Regions from separate parts of the Gossypium hirsutum genome. Here region 2 is linked to region 1. The links are chromatin contacts, called in public Hi-C maps. All regions are on one chromosome and are shown on one strand. Each heading gives the region's core, a stretch centred on a gene start, on an enhancer-like site or on the middle of the called end of the contact. The rest is flanking DNA. Distances are from core to core; before and after follow the strand shown. Region 1 holds the start of LOC107889040 (DDT domain-containing protein PTM). Region 2 holds the start of LOC107912780 (splicing factor U2af small subunit B).

Region 1 (3,437 bases), core at 629-3,128:
GACACCTGCAGATAAAGAATGTAACAATTATAATTATTATGAATTTATATTCATGACCAAAGTGAGAACAATATTTTTTTTTCTTTTTTGGTAATCAGCAGAAGGTATTATGCTGCCCTGGAAGTTTGAACCCAAACATATGTTCTTGTCCAAAGAGAGATCAAAGACACTCGGTTTGTAGGAAAAAGTGCATTAACTGTATCATGCAATTACCTGGCACTTCTAGTCACCCATAAACCACACAATCTTCTTTTCAAGGAGAGATCGTAGCTAATCAACCATAATTTTTTTTTGAAGAGGGGGGGGGGGGGGGAGGGGCATCAATTGCATCATCAAAATGACTTGATACTTTTAATCACCCTAAAGCACACATAAACTCATGGAGGATTGGAACAAGTGTTAGTTTTCTTTAAATTTTTAAGAGCTAAGTACTATCTTGCATCTTTAGCAAGAAAAGATAATAATATGGTAGATTGTGGTGAGAACCATATTTTTCATGGAGCATCCCAGAAAAAAATCCATCAAACCATTAAAACAATATACTAATGCCTAACTATCTATGATGTGTGAAAATGGATATACATACCTCAAGCATTTTGATGCAAGCTCTGAGCCTTCTGAAGAGATTGTTTCAAGATGACAACTCAATGCTCGCATCAAAGCAACATGAACAGCATCAAGCAAAGGGTTTGGTTCACAGCAATTTAATGACCCCACAAAATCATCCAATCCAAACGGGCTCAAAAACAATATTATGCTGAAGGACCTAAGAAAACCATACACAGAAAATAGATTTGAAACGCACTCCTCCGGCACACCAATTGTTCCTGAACCAGGAGGCAACAGAGGTGGTGGAATAAGAGGAATCTCAGACTCCAAAGACAATCCCCTATCGTGTGCATGCTCACAGGAATCACTTGAAGAATCTGCATCATCCTCTTGTTCTCCATCATTCTCGACCATCATCTCACTAACAGCCAAACTTTCCACGCCCTTAGCCTCATTTTTTAAAACTTCCGCTTTCTTCTTTTCCTCCTTCAATTTACTCTCCTTTGCAATCCTGTTTAACACTAATTCATCTAACCTAACTTTTCTCCTACTCAAATCATCATCGAAATATGAATCTTCCAAAACCAACTCTCGAAGTTCCCCACTCTCCAGATCCTCAAAATCACCATCCTCATAGTCTACTCTATACAATCCAGTGTCATAGGAAACAATCTTACCTAAAAATACACTTCCCCCAAATTCTTTCAACACGTATCGACCTACAAAGGCCATGGATCTTGTCTCCAACACCCGTTTTTTAGTTTTGGAATTATTAAATTTCGTATCAGCAACAGAACTTTCATTTTCTTCTTCTGGTCGCCTACGTTTCCTCGGCCTACCTCTAGGCCGTTTTACGATAACCTCCATTGACCGACCGACCCGATAACAGATCGAATCGACCCCTGGATTTGATAAACCTAGTTTCCAAACAACCCCCTAGGGTTTCCAAAAAATTCCTTTTATTTACAGAGCCTGAGGTCGCCTCTCTTTTTTTTTCTGATTTTTAGTGATCTATGGCTCGCAGAGGTCCTTTAGAAGAAATTCTAAACAAATATTGAATAAATCAATTTTTTAAAATGATAAAAAAAATCGGAGAAATAAAATCAGAGTAATTTTTAATAAAAAGTAATTATGGACGAAGAACTATGGAGAGATACCTGGTTAGGGTTTTTTGATAACCGCCATTGAAATTGTCTTCTGAGATTCTAGAGATTAGAGAGAAAGATAGAGAGATAGGGAGTCCTAATAGCAGTGAACAACGGCCTCTTTTATCGCGCGTGAGAAAAGTGAAAAGTGAGGAGTGGCGGGCTCGGTTTTTTTTTGAGTTATCGATTTGAACTCGTCCGAGTTGGGCCGTGAAATTTAATGATTTTCTTCTACACCAGATTTTATATGGGGGATATTTTGTGCGGACACCCTCACGGTTATGATTTACTGAGCTTGTAATTATGTTATATGTGCTTTTTAATATTCTCTATTTGTATTTTTAAATTTATAATATTTAACTTTTTTAAATTGATTTTAAGCAAGTGAAAATAAATAAATTTTATTTTTAATGGAATAAAATTTTTACTTTTATACTTCCCTCATGTTATATTGTTATTATAAACTTTTGATTGCTTAAATTTGCTTGATATAATTCATTAAAATAATTCATTTTATATAATAAGTAAAATAAATAAATTGTTGCAAGAATCAGAGTAAACTAATCGATTGAACTACTTGAACTTGAAATTAATGATCCAATCAATTTAATTGATTAAGGTAAATGAAAAATCAGAATTATTTTGAATCCTTAAAAAAGGATAATAAATCAAAGAGTAATGAAAATCTACTTTGATTCTTTTTGTATTTTATTTTTTTGTAAATATGATTTTTTTTCTATTTTTGAATAAATTTAAAATGTTTTTAATGAAATTTTAAATTATTATTATTTTAAAGTGATTGAATTGTCTTATTCAACCAGATCGATTCTTACTAGTAAAAAAAATATTTCATTTAATCATCTAGTATTTAATAAAAAAATTAAGAGGTTATTAAAATTTTAAACTTCATAACTTAAAAAATAACATAAAATTAATTTGTATTTGTTGAAATTGACTTTTTATTAGTATTGAGTAAATTATGAAAGCAAAATTATGTGCATGGTTCACAGTGTAAAAATATATCAGTGCACGATACCAAAATTCAAACCAAGTCCACCAAAAGCCAAATGGTCATGACCTTACACAATTCACTCCAACATATGCTCTAAGATTAAAAATTAGGACTAATGGTCGAATTGACTCAGTGTATAAACGAGGCAACTCAGAGTTAGTTAGACTCATGCATGTTTTAAATGAGTCGAAGCCCTATTCGGCTTTTGCTGCCCTTCTTTTTAGATTCAAACGGGTAATCGGGTCGAGTAAAATTGAAAAGATACAAATACACAACACAAACAAAATTATTATGTGGCGGGAAAATTTTTCCCCGCCCTTTAATGGAATTACTCGCCATTTTTTTTTAAAGCATTGAAATTGGATTATTAATAAGTTTTTTAGGGGATATTAATATATTAATTGACTTTGAGGGTAGCATATCTTTGAAAATCAAACAGAATGTTGTAACACATATTTATTGGTTAAATGCACCCCAAACATCTTAACAGCCAATATTTTTTATATTTATGATATATATTACCATATTAGTTAATGAATCTGAGGCAAACAAAACATATTACACCCTCTACTAAAATCATAAAATTCACTTGTGATATTATACAAGTATCAAATAATCATCGAGGAAAATTATTGTCACTTCTACTAGTACAAAGCCAAAAATGATGAGCGAGTTGATTTTTCGATCTCATTAATATATATTTTTAAACACAATTAACTCGACATAAGCAC
Region 2 (3,437 bases), core at 662-3,161, 150 kb after region 1:
TAAGTCATTTAACTATTCAAAAGTTTTTATTTAACTCATTGGGCTATTAAGTTAAAAAAAAATTCTGCTAGCGAGCTCCAAGCGACAATTCAACAATCGGTTCAGTGAATTAGTACCCATCAATGAGTAGAATAACATACCTTAAATCCAAGTTGATCTGACAATTAGTGTCGAAGATCGGAGAAAGTTGTTTGAATTTTGGTTTGCGAATTCGTAACATCTAAAATTATTTCATGAAAAAAAAAACTAAACTGTAGAAGAGGAGAAAAAGAACTTACGACTGATGTAGGCAGTGCAAACAAAAAAATGTCATATAACATCGATTTTAATAGCTCTGTGACTTAAATGAAAATTTTTAAATAGATCATTGATTGAATTATAACTTTTCAATTAAGTGATTAAAATAAAAATCTACTCATAATTTAGTGATTAATTAATGTTACAGTTTACTCTAATATATATATATATAAATAAATTTCTAATTACTTATTTTTCAAGTTAGGAATCTAGCTCTATTCATTGAGTGGAAAAAGAAAACCCAACATATTGGAACATTAAACTTAAAATGAAGCTAAATGTATGTTACTTTATGTAGAAGCCTCATTATCTTTTTGTTAACAAGTGGGGAGAGATAGAGAGGGAGACATATAAACAAAACAGGCTTTATTTTATATTAGCCAAAAGGTAAAAGCAATAATATATCTGGCATTGGTTTATATAATATAAGAGAGTAGGTTGAAAGGTTTTAATTGAGTGAAGTGAGGCCTGCAAATCACTGTTTTTTTCTTCTTTAAATTCATTGTTCAAAAACTGAAAGTAATTCAATATTTAATTGCAGGTCATAGATTTAGGGAAACTTCCAAATTAAGTTTTCTGACAATTTGTTTTAAAGAAAAGAAAATAAAATTAGTTTTCAGAAACAAGATGTAGTATTTAAATTTTTGAACCTTTTGTGTCAATGAGGTAAAGTCTCATTTTAATTTGATGAGAAAAAATCACAGGATTTAAAGTGGTGGTAACTAGTGAAGAACATCAAATCTTTCATGGTCATATATATTTTTACGCTAAAAATATTATGGAATTTTATTAGAAAAAATAAATAAATTATTCATTAAGTTATTAAAAATTAACATGACTAATGAAATAACCAGACAATGACACACGATATATCACGACGTATCACGTATATCTTAGATGATATATAAAATTCTCTACAATATTTTTACCACATGATGTTGCAGTATTATCAACCTTAACTTTTGCCAACTATAGTGTAAGTGAATAGTATCACCCATAGGCAAAATGGTATTATTATTGCAAAGCACAAGGTACTCCATACCATATATTATATATATATATTGCATTATAGTGTAACAGCCAAGATGTGTCAGATTGCATTAAAGTATATATCTTTTGTCAATTATGATGGGGAGAATTGTAAAGAGTGGCTTTGAGACACTCATTTAACCACACTTCGTCTCCAAGGACCACATAGCCAACACTTGTAGCTTTCTTCCCAGTTATTCATTTCAAAAAACAGAAGAAACCAAAAATTTGACCCGCTGGTATTGCAATGAATGAAGAAAAGGACTGATAAGATGAAGTGATTAAATGTGAGAATTTAGTTAAAATTGATTTGTTGTAGTTGGTTGGTGTTTAAGTATAAGATGAAATACAATAATGCTTAGCTGAGAAGTCATCTCAAACTTGCTGTCTTGTATTTTGGCCTTTTAGGAGTGGTGTTTGATGTTTCAATTTTATAACAAAGACATATACATAGGGATCCTTTTGGTTTTTATTTTTTTGGTTATGCAACCCCATCATTCGGGGGACATGTTAGGTCCATTTTTCTGAGACATGGGGTCACCCTCATTCATCCTTATATATACCGCAGCATCTACTATCTACTATGCTGAAATTGAAATAATTTAGAATCCAGTTTGTCCATTTCCAGGCTTGTGAGAGTAGGTGGGGGATATTGGTGAAGTTATTTTGAAAGAGGAATCCTAGAGTTGTAAAAGTAAAGTTTGTTTTGGAATAATAAACTGGTTGCAATTAAAAGATAAAATTGAACGATTTCGAAAACTGCATACATATTAAACCCATTCTACTGGGTGCTGTTTATCATGTATGATGTGTATATGGTAAGGATCTCATCTATTGTGTCATTCGTGCCTGCCACAGCTTGGAGTTTCACTATCTTATAATAATATGCAAGAAGTTACTGATGAGATAAACAAAAAATAATTGATTTAATCAAAGTTTTAAAATTTTTGAATATTTTTTGTTTGAGTTAATATGGGTGTACGTTTAGATTATTTTGTATTCAATTTTTTTTTAGATTAAAATTTTCAAGTTAAATTATTGTGAATTACTGGTGATATAAATTTATGAATGGATGGAATAATAATGTGAGTATCATTTTTCTTCAAATTCAAAGAATCCTTATGGGGTTGAGTGTTTTTATATGGAAAAAGCGTTTTTGTTTTGAAAATATTTATGTAGTTAGAGTTGAGGGATCATATTTCTCGACAACAAATCTAATTAGGAGATTTGCAGAAGGATGGTATTGGATTATGATTAGCCTTGGAATGATGTGACCATAGCCATAGCCCAAAGGTACGTATATGAGCCCTGTTTAAATCTGAATGATGTCAAAGCTGGGCCTTGAAAGTTTGGATGTAACGTAATGTTATTATCCAAATACCCAAAAACCGAAAACACTTTTCACCTATATTATTGATCTTCAAATCAAACCCACGACGGAAAAGAACAGAAAAAAGGGAACAGATCCTTGGAAGAGGAAGAAAAATGGCGGAGCATTTGGCGTCGATATTTGGGACTGAAAAGGACAGAGTGAACTGCCCCTTCTATTTCAAGATAGGCGCGTGCCGTCATGGGGATCGCTGCTCGCGTCTCCACACCAAGCCCAGCATCAGCCCTACTATCCTTCTCTCCAACATGTACCAACGGCCGGACATGATCACCCCGGGCGTCGACGCCCAGGGTAACCCCATCGATCCCCGCAAGATCCAACAACATTTTGAGGTATTTCTCCTTAAGCTTTTCAAATCTCAAAGTTTTACTGTTTCTCTATTTGGATTCTGTGATTTGGTGTAGAGTAATTTTTAGTTAGGATATTGTTTAAAAGTAGCTTGGCAACTGGAGTCTTAGTGTTTTAATGTTGAATTTGCAGGCTTTTTATGAGGATTTGTTTGAGGAGTTGAGCAAGTACGGTCAAATTGAGAGTTTGAACATATGTGATAACTTGGCTGACCATATGGTAAATATTTTTTTCCCGGAAAATTTTTCGTTTGGATTCTATTTGTTTGATAACTTAATTTTCTGAACAGGTAGGCAATGTGTATGTTCAGTTTAGAGAGGAAGAACACGCTGCAAATGCAGTAAAGAATCTTAGCGGAAGATTTTATGCTGGT

What was found. Hi-C and Micro-C count contacts between places; a contact is called where the count stands out from the background.
Region 2: a contact with region 1 is called in a Hi-C map of leaf, with 3 times the contacts expected there. The contact joins the promoter of LOC107912780 here to the promoter of LOC107889040 in region 1. A contact is called at or near these places in 3 of 34 Hi-C or Micro-C datasets (all in leaf).

Annotation. Positions count from the first base shown.
Region 1 is chrA09:64,443,716-64,447,152 of Gossypium_hirsutum_v2.1, forward strand. LOC107889040 (DDT domain-containing protein PTM) reads right to left here and starts at 1,879. Exons shown (of 10, transcript XM_016813338.2): 1 at 1,707-1,879; 2 at 587-1,592; 3 at 1-5. The coding sequence starts at 1,416.
Region 2 is chrA09:64,589,716-64,593,152 of Gossypium_hirsutum_v2.1, forward strand. It overlaps LOC107912780 (splicing factor U2af small subunit B), which reads left to right and starts at 1,912. Exons shown (of 6, transcript XM_016841105.2): 1 at 1,912-3,048; 2 at 3,197-3,283; 3 at 3,354-3,435. The coding sequence starts at 2,812.